Linked DNA regions of Gossypium arboreum: region 1 is linked to region 2. The links are chromatin contacts, called in public Hi-C maps. All regions are on one chromosome and are shown on one strand. The core of a region is the stretch at or near the end of the contact, and the rest is flanking DNA. Distances in the headings are between cores, read along the strand shown. Region 1 holds the start of LOC108460134 (pyruvate, phosphate dikinase 2). Region 2 holds the start of LOC108485149.

What was found. A called contact is a pair of places that touch in the nucleus more often than the background predicts.
Region 1: a Hi-C map of leaf shows a contact between it and region 2, with 5 times the contacts expected there. The contact joins the promoter of LOC108460134 here to the promoter of LOC108485149 in region 2. A contact is called at or near these places in 2 of 5 Hi-C or Micro-C datasets (both in leaf).

Annotation. Positions count from the first base shown.
Region 1 is chr10:100,228,069-100,231,759 of ASM2569848v2, forward strand. It overlaps LOC108460134 (pyruvate, phosphate dikinase 2), which reads left to right and starts at 1,506. Exons shown (of 21, transcript XM_017759498.2): 1 at 1,506-1,718; 2 at 1,796-2,144; 3 at 3,398-3,454. The coding sequence starts at 1,818.
Region 2 is chr10:100,084,741-100,088,385 of ASM2569848v2, forward strand. It overlaps LOC108485149, which reads right to left and starts at 2,215. Exons shown (of 3, transcript XM_017788995.2): 1 at 1,941-2,215; 2 at 1,792-1,837; 3 at 1,507-1,701. The coding sequence starts at 2,081. The coding sequence ends at 1,658. It overlaps LOC108485485, which reads left to right. Exons shown (of 3, transcript XM_017789336.2): 2 at 1-59; 3 at 153-437. The coding sequence ends at 185.

The DNA.
Region 1 (3,691 bases), core at 256-2,755, 140 kb after region 2:
TCGAATTCAAATATATCTGTACTTATATTAAGTCCTTAATTAAGTTGGTGTTATGAGTCAATCGAGCATTAATTAAGTTGTGGAATTACTAAAATACTCATTTATATACAAAGTAAGTTATATGATTATGAGGATTCTTTTATCTTTTATATTTTATAAATAAATAAAACCCAATAATAGTAAAATGTGAAACCCGTGATACAATGAATTTTAAATATTTAACTTTATCATTTCATCGAAAGCATAATTTGGTATTTGTATGAACTTTAAATAAATATATTTGTTACATAATTTTTTTATCACGTCATGGGTGTGTCATAATCTAATATTATTTTATTTATTTTGAACAAATTTATCATTAAGTCAACTTAAACCAAATGATCATATATTTGTTCAAAATTTGACTCAACTCATTAAATTCAAGTTTTAGGTTTAAACGTTGTGCATTTTTATAGATTTTATATAAAATATGAAAATAATATAAATACTTCATAATTGAGTTGAGATCCAATTAATAAGTAATATCAACTAGGCGGACCTTTAAATCTATTTATTTTTATATACTATTATTAAAAGTTTGATTAAGTTGATGTCATTCATCAACTAAGTCTCATTTCGATCGTGAAATTATCAAAAGTTCATTTTTTATAAACTAACAAATATTATTTTGATAGTATTTATATATTTTTATATTTTGATAAATTTAAAAAATGCATTTAAATCCAAGACATCCTAATTTTATTATTTTAACCAAAGTCACATTTGATTTTTATATCAATTTTTATAAATATGTTACTCCAATTATTTTTAGTTATATAATATAATATAAAATTTTGATACCCAAATTTGAGACTTTTTTCTAATGTGGTATATGTATTATTATTTTTATCTAATCTAGTATTTGTATTTGATAAAAGTTATATATTTTGTATCCAAAGACAACAATGTTAACTTTATAGTATTTAATTTCAGTTTTAGAATTTATAAATGAAAATTAATTACTAATATTATTAACACTAAAAAATTAACATTATTACGTTCAAATACTAAAATATATAACTATTATCAAATATATGTACTACATTGAACCAAAAAATTAAACTAGCATCGTGTCAAACTTAGATATAAAATTATGTATTAAGGTTATAATATAATATAATATAATATAATATAAAATGATAATTCAAATTGATAATGAAATTATTTTTTCCTTTTTGGTTGGATGGGATTTTATTAATTTGTGTGCCATGAACATTGAAATTCTTTAAAAAAAAAGAGGAAAATGACTTGTAATTTTGTAATGGAGCACAAAATAAATAAATACTATTTTTACAAAAAAAAAAATAGTTCAACATAAGCAACCAATAGCTGGGCGCCACTTCAACGACCATGGTCCACCTGTTGAAAAATGATTCAAGGGAGGGCATTTAAGGTAATTCAAACAATTTAAAGTTCCGTTAGCCCCATGTCTTAGCGCTGTAACCGTAATCCCATCCACTCATGTCATTCATCAAACCCTTTTTTTTCTTTTTCAATAATTCCAATTTTTTTTCTCACATAAAAATGAATAAATTATCGCAACAAAAATAAAAATAAAATAAAATCCTATAACACAACAACCGCCATTTTCTTTTCTCCATCATCACTTCACTCCATTTCTCAGCCTCGAAGCTTCAAAAAGAAAAAAAATCAATAACTGCCACTTTTCCCAAGCTCAGGTACTTCTTTTTTCATTTGATTATAATTGGTTTATTTTTCTTAATTTTAAAGTACTTTTTCTTTGTTGATTAAGCAGGTTGTTTGAAAAAACAAAAGAAATGTCATCAGCAGCGATGAAAGGAATAGTTATAAGACCAACACCAGATGTATATAAGCAGAGGCTATGGGAAGGAAGCTATTTGGATGGAAATCATAGACTTGATGTTTTTAAAGTTAAAAAACGTTCATTTTTGGGGGTGATGAAGCCAAGTTTTGGCAGTGTGGGAGTAATTACCAGTCGTCATATGATGCAAGAATGTTATTGTGGTTGTTGTTTGTTCCATGGGAATGGAAAGAACATGTGGAGTTCAAGACAGAGGCGGCTCGACACTCGGGCTGAAGCCATACTTTCCCCTCTCTCTGATCCAACACCAACCATGAAAAAGGTCTACCTTTTATATTTGTTTTTCAGTGATCAGAGTCCATAGAAATTCATTTCTGCCCGATCCTTCTGTTCTCGTATTACAGTTATATTTAAGGCATAATTTCGTATAAATTTTAAGTAACTGAATAATTTGTTGATAAAAATATCATAAAATCCCTTATATTAAGAATTAAATTACATTTTGTCCCTTTCACTAATTCTTTGTATGTTAGATAAAGGAGTAAACAACTTTTTTTATTGAAAATTTTATTTATTTCTACTATTGAAAACTTGACATGCCATGTGAACCTTGTATTGATAAAAAAATCTATTTTAGCAATAGAAATAAATAAAATTTTTATTTTTGATCTAATATACATAGATTAATTTTTAATCTTTTAGTAAAGTGAAAAAATACAATCTAACTTTTAGCATAATAACTTCCATAACAGTTTTATGGTAATCTAAGTTTTCAAAACTTTTATGGTTTCAAATTGTCATATTGTATTATATTTCAATTATTTTCTCCTTTCATATTCACATGTGTCTAAATTAGGAGTTTGGGGTCATGATTGGGTTAACAAACTTGAGGTATGTTAATTAGTGAACTAGTTTGGTTCTTGGTCTATCTCTTTACAAACTTCAATGTTTTGGGTTGGATTCTTGGATTGAACTATCAATAGGCCCATTATATATCCAAAGCAGAGGTTTTGGTGTTTGGGTTAACATGATCCCATGGGCAATTCATGTATTCTTGTGGCGTTTATATATATAGTCATGTTTAAGTTATTTTATATTTATATAATATTTTACATGTTAGTATATTTATATAGTATTCATGCTTTTTCTATGTCATGTCATGTTTTCTTTCATGCATACTATGTGACTGGATTATCTTGCAATTTACAATATCATAATGTGGTTTAGATTTATTTAATATTCTTCATGATTTGGTAGCATGATCTATGCGTTAATCATAAAACTGAAAAATATTATAATAGACTAATTGATGAATTTATAGACTTGATACTTAAAACTAGGAAGTAAATGGTTGGTAGCATGGTCTTTTTGTTTAAGCTGTTGCTTGCTGTCTCCTGGGGTCCTTCAACATCACAATGCCTTTTAAATGTTGTTAATTCCATGAAAACCAGAAGTTGGATTCCTGCAACTTTGCTCGTTACAATGGCTTATGTTACATATATACTCGTATTTGACACTCATCTTGAGTCCCATAAAGACTCGCAGCTTGTTTTGACTTCTTACTTAACTTCACAGAGAGTATTTACATTTGGCAAAGGAAGGAGTGAAGGCCATAAGGGCATGAAGTCTCTGGTAAGAATTCTATTTCGTAGTTCTATACAACAAAATCCTGGCATGCCATGGCACTGAAATTTTAAAGCTAGAATAGAGCTTAAAATTGGCAATAGCTCACATTTGGAACACTGTTTTGGTTTAGCATGGCTAATGTTCAATAAAATTTTACAGTGGATTCAAATTCAAGTCTCTTTAGTTTTTTCAATGCGTTATTATGAATGGCTTGCAAGTTTTTAGACAGGTTAATGAATGGGT
Region 2 (3,645 bases), core at 965-3,464:
GTGGAGATCAGGCTAGTTTTCCTGTTTTTGGGGTTCCCCATGGAGCTGTAAATTACCATGTGAGTTTTATTGTTCTCGAGTTTTTGTACGAGTCCCCCTTTCAATATGCATCTGTTTATGATTTAGTGATACATGAAAAGTAAAATTTTCAGGCAGAGTTATATGAAATAAGCTCGGAGATATGATGCGCAGCTTGTCATGCAACCGGTAGCCAAGCTGTTCCTTAGAAATTATTTCTGACTTTGCGGAGCCTATGAAGTCATTCAGATGTTATGCTTTTGTTGCTTGTAATCAAACATCTTCATGTTGAATCAGCTTAAGATCAGCAAGCTAATTGGTAGATTTATCAGTCTTAGGCGTCCATGTAAACTGAGACTGGTGCATTTGGTGCATTACTTTGTCATTTTAGTAATATTTGAGGCCAATTAAAGGAAAAACCAACCACTTAGGCCCCTTAAGGTGCTTGCTTTATGCTTTGTGAAACTTTAGAGAATGTGAACTTAATAATAAACGTATTGTTTGTGTCACTTCAAGTAAGAGTATCAGTAAACCTCATCACCTATCAGCTGAAGCAAATAGAAGATGAGCAAAAAATTTGCAGATTCAGAGCAGAGGGTGTGAATGAAGTTAATCATTGGACTTGGTCTGGGCAACAATAAAGACTTCGATTTGCAATATTTACTTCGATGACAGATAACAATTTACAACAATTTCCTAATTTTTCTTCCAGGAACCTAAGCCATTTCTTCGAGTTTCCACACGTACTTAGTACTTGCCTTATCCTCTGCATGTCCATCATACTTATGCAGTAGATGACCATTAGCAATCATCACGCTTCTAGCATCACAAATCAGAAGATTCCCATGTTTCACCTAACAGACTGTGACAGAAGCTCGATTGGCCATGATTTTTAGGCATTTGATGCAAACCATTGGAATATTTATCATGCTGCACGAGTAGTAGTTTGCATTTCTCCATGGAACAAGGCCTATCTAATCAATAAAAGGCCACCATCCATGTCACTTGCATCATGATTCTGATATTTGTATTTTCCCCCTCCTAGTATGACAAATTTTTCTCATTGAAGATTAGATTTCTTGATAATTTTAACTATGTCATATACAAGAAGTGCAACATGAGAGATTGGCAAGAAGAATATTTCCTCATTGGCTAGAGTAACCGTGTTGCAGCTTTTAACTTTTAAAAGAGAAGATAGTTTTTCTTTGGAGCGAGGACGAGGTTGATCCATTGACATTGTCTATGATAAAGCTCATATGAAGGAAAGAAGAAGAATCACAGTTGAACAAAAAGATAAGTTTGCACATTGAAAACTAGAGATAATACAGTAGATGCAGTAGTATCCTCATTGCATATGTCAAATGATTCCACTATAACGGATATATAGAGTTCATGTTGTGCATATATCTCTCACATGATTTTAATTGAAAATTTTTAAGATTTAAAGCAAGACAATGACTATGGAAGAATTAAGCATTCAATAGGATCTTTTGTTCAAGATCAAGAAAAAAATAAAGTCTATTAAGGGTTGTTGCATTACATTTCTCAGCCAAATCAACATTAAAAAAAAAGTTCTGAATTTGTGAATTTTTGAAGTAATTTCATCATCCTTACAACTTAAAATTTTCATTTCCTACAGCTATTTTTTCCTCCTTTCATTGCATGCCTTCAAAGCTTGAACCTCTGTTTAAGAAAAAAAAAAACTGGTCAAAGAGTCAAGTCTATTAACTGGGTTTTAATAGAAACAAGAAAATCAAAGAATCTAAAGCATACCCATTTGACAAGATTTCCAATTCCTGTTGCTCTTAATAAGACAATCCTGCCAGAACAAAATAAATAAATTGCAGTGAAAATAGAAAAGGGTTTAAATAAGGTTTTAGATTATGGTTTAACGATGGAAATAGAAGGGATATTTTATTAACTTGCAAGGATAAGTAGAGAGCAGAGCATTCCTTCAATTGCTTCACGTTCTCATCGTCACCAGCTGCGTCGTCTTGATGAAGCGCCGCCTGTTGTGGTGGCGACACTGGCGGAGATTCTGGTGCTGGCGTTGCTTTGTCCATTTTTATCTGTGGGGGCTTCTTTTAGTTCTGGCTTTGTGGATTGGGGGTTATTAGTTCACCTGGTTATGATCGGACCGGGCCGCGATCTATCTGAAAAAGAACAGAAAAGGTCCAGCTAAGTCTGTTTTCCACTATTTATATATTATAGGAAAACACATCACATGTGACCTAATTATTGCTCTTTTCTTTTTTTGTTATTCAGTTATTAATTTTTTTTTAATTTGGTTACCCACTCACCCCACTAATCAAGAGTTTTTTTTAGTACATTTTTGTTAAGTGCCATTAAATATCTTAAGGAGGGTGATGTGATAGTTAAAAAATTAATATAATAATAAATTTAGTTTTTAACTTATACATATTATATAGATTTAATCATAATTTTAAAAAATTAATCCTCAAAATTTACAAATAATCTCACTTTGATCCTTAAAATTTATCTTCCTTTTTTGCTTCTCACATCGCCACTACTGTAGTTGCCTCCACCTCCACCCCATCTTTCAAAAACAAAAAAAAAACTCCTTTTGTTCTTTCTATTTGAACCTAGTTTATTAAATAGTAGCACACATATTCTTATGACTCGTTCAAATAGAAAGTTGGAGTAATACTCGTTAACAAGCTATTAAATACTTTGTTTTTGATGGGAAATTGTGAGGTTTAAGTATAATAAGGGCATATTTGATTCATTGAAAATAACTTTCAAAAAAATGAATTCTTGAAAATAGATTGATTTTTCTGAAAATATGATGTTTTCTAATGTTTGATTAAATTTGTGTAAAATATGTTCTACTATCGATAAATTTTCTGAAATTATTTTTCGAAAATAGTTTTTTGAAATCTCTTAATATCTCATTTATTTATTTTCTCTTTACAAAGCCAAAAAACAAAAATCTTCACCTAAGTTTTCATATAAAGCATACAAATTATGAATAAAATAACTTAATCACATAGTTAAAAATGCTCAAATGTAATGAGAAATACCATTATAATTCATAATTCAAAAAATTCTAAAAACCTACAACAAAGGTTAAAAGAAGTTCATGACCTAAATCTCCTATCAACAAAAGTTTTAACAAATCCTAGAATGCAATGAGATGATATTGTAGTCAATACAAAAAAGGTTTGAAATCCAAATTTCTAGCATAGACATTTTTCAAAACCCACAACTAAAATAATCTAACTTCGAAGGAATTTTTCAAGCTAAGTTTTTTTAAGATTCTTAGTTTTAGCTAAGAATGCTTTGGCTTGTTGCTCGTGTTCCATGAGATAACCAAAAGTATTAGAAAGAAATTCCTCGTCAAATCTCTCGTTTGATATTACTTCTCTAAAAAGATGTGAAGGGATGATTTTATCCTCATTAATTTTTTTAATGGCACTAGCAATCTCACCAAGTTGTTTTGTCATAAGTTGAATGTTCTCATCATCGACACTTTCTTGTATATTTTTCCTTTTATGCTTTGATCTTCTAGAAAATGAAGAAAATTTTGTTCTAACCTCTTCATTTTCTTCAATCTTAAAATTTGGAGAAGCATCATTAGTATCAAGCAAATTTATATAAGCGAAAGTT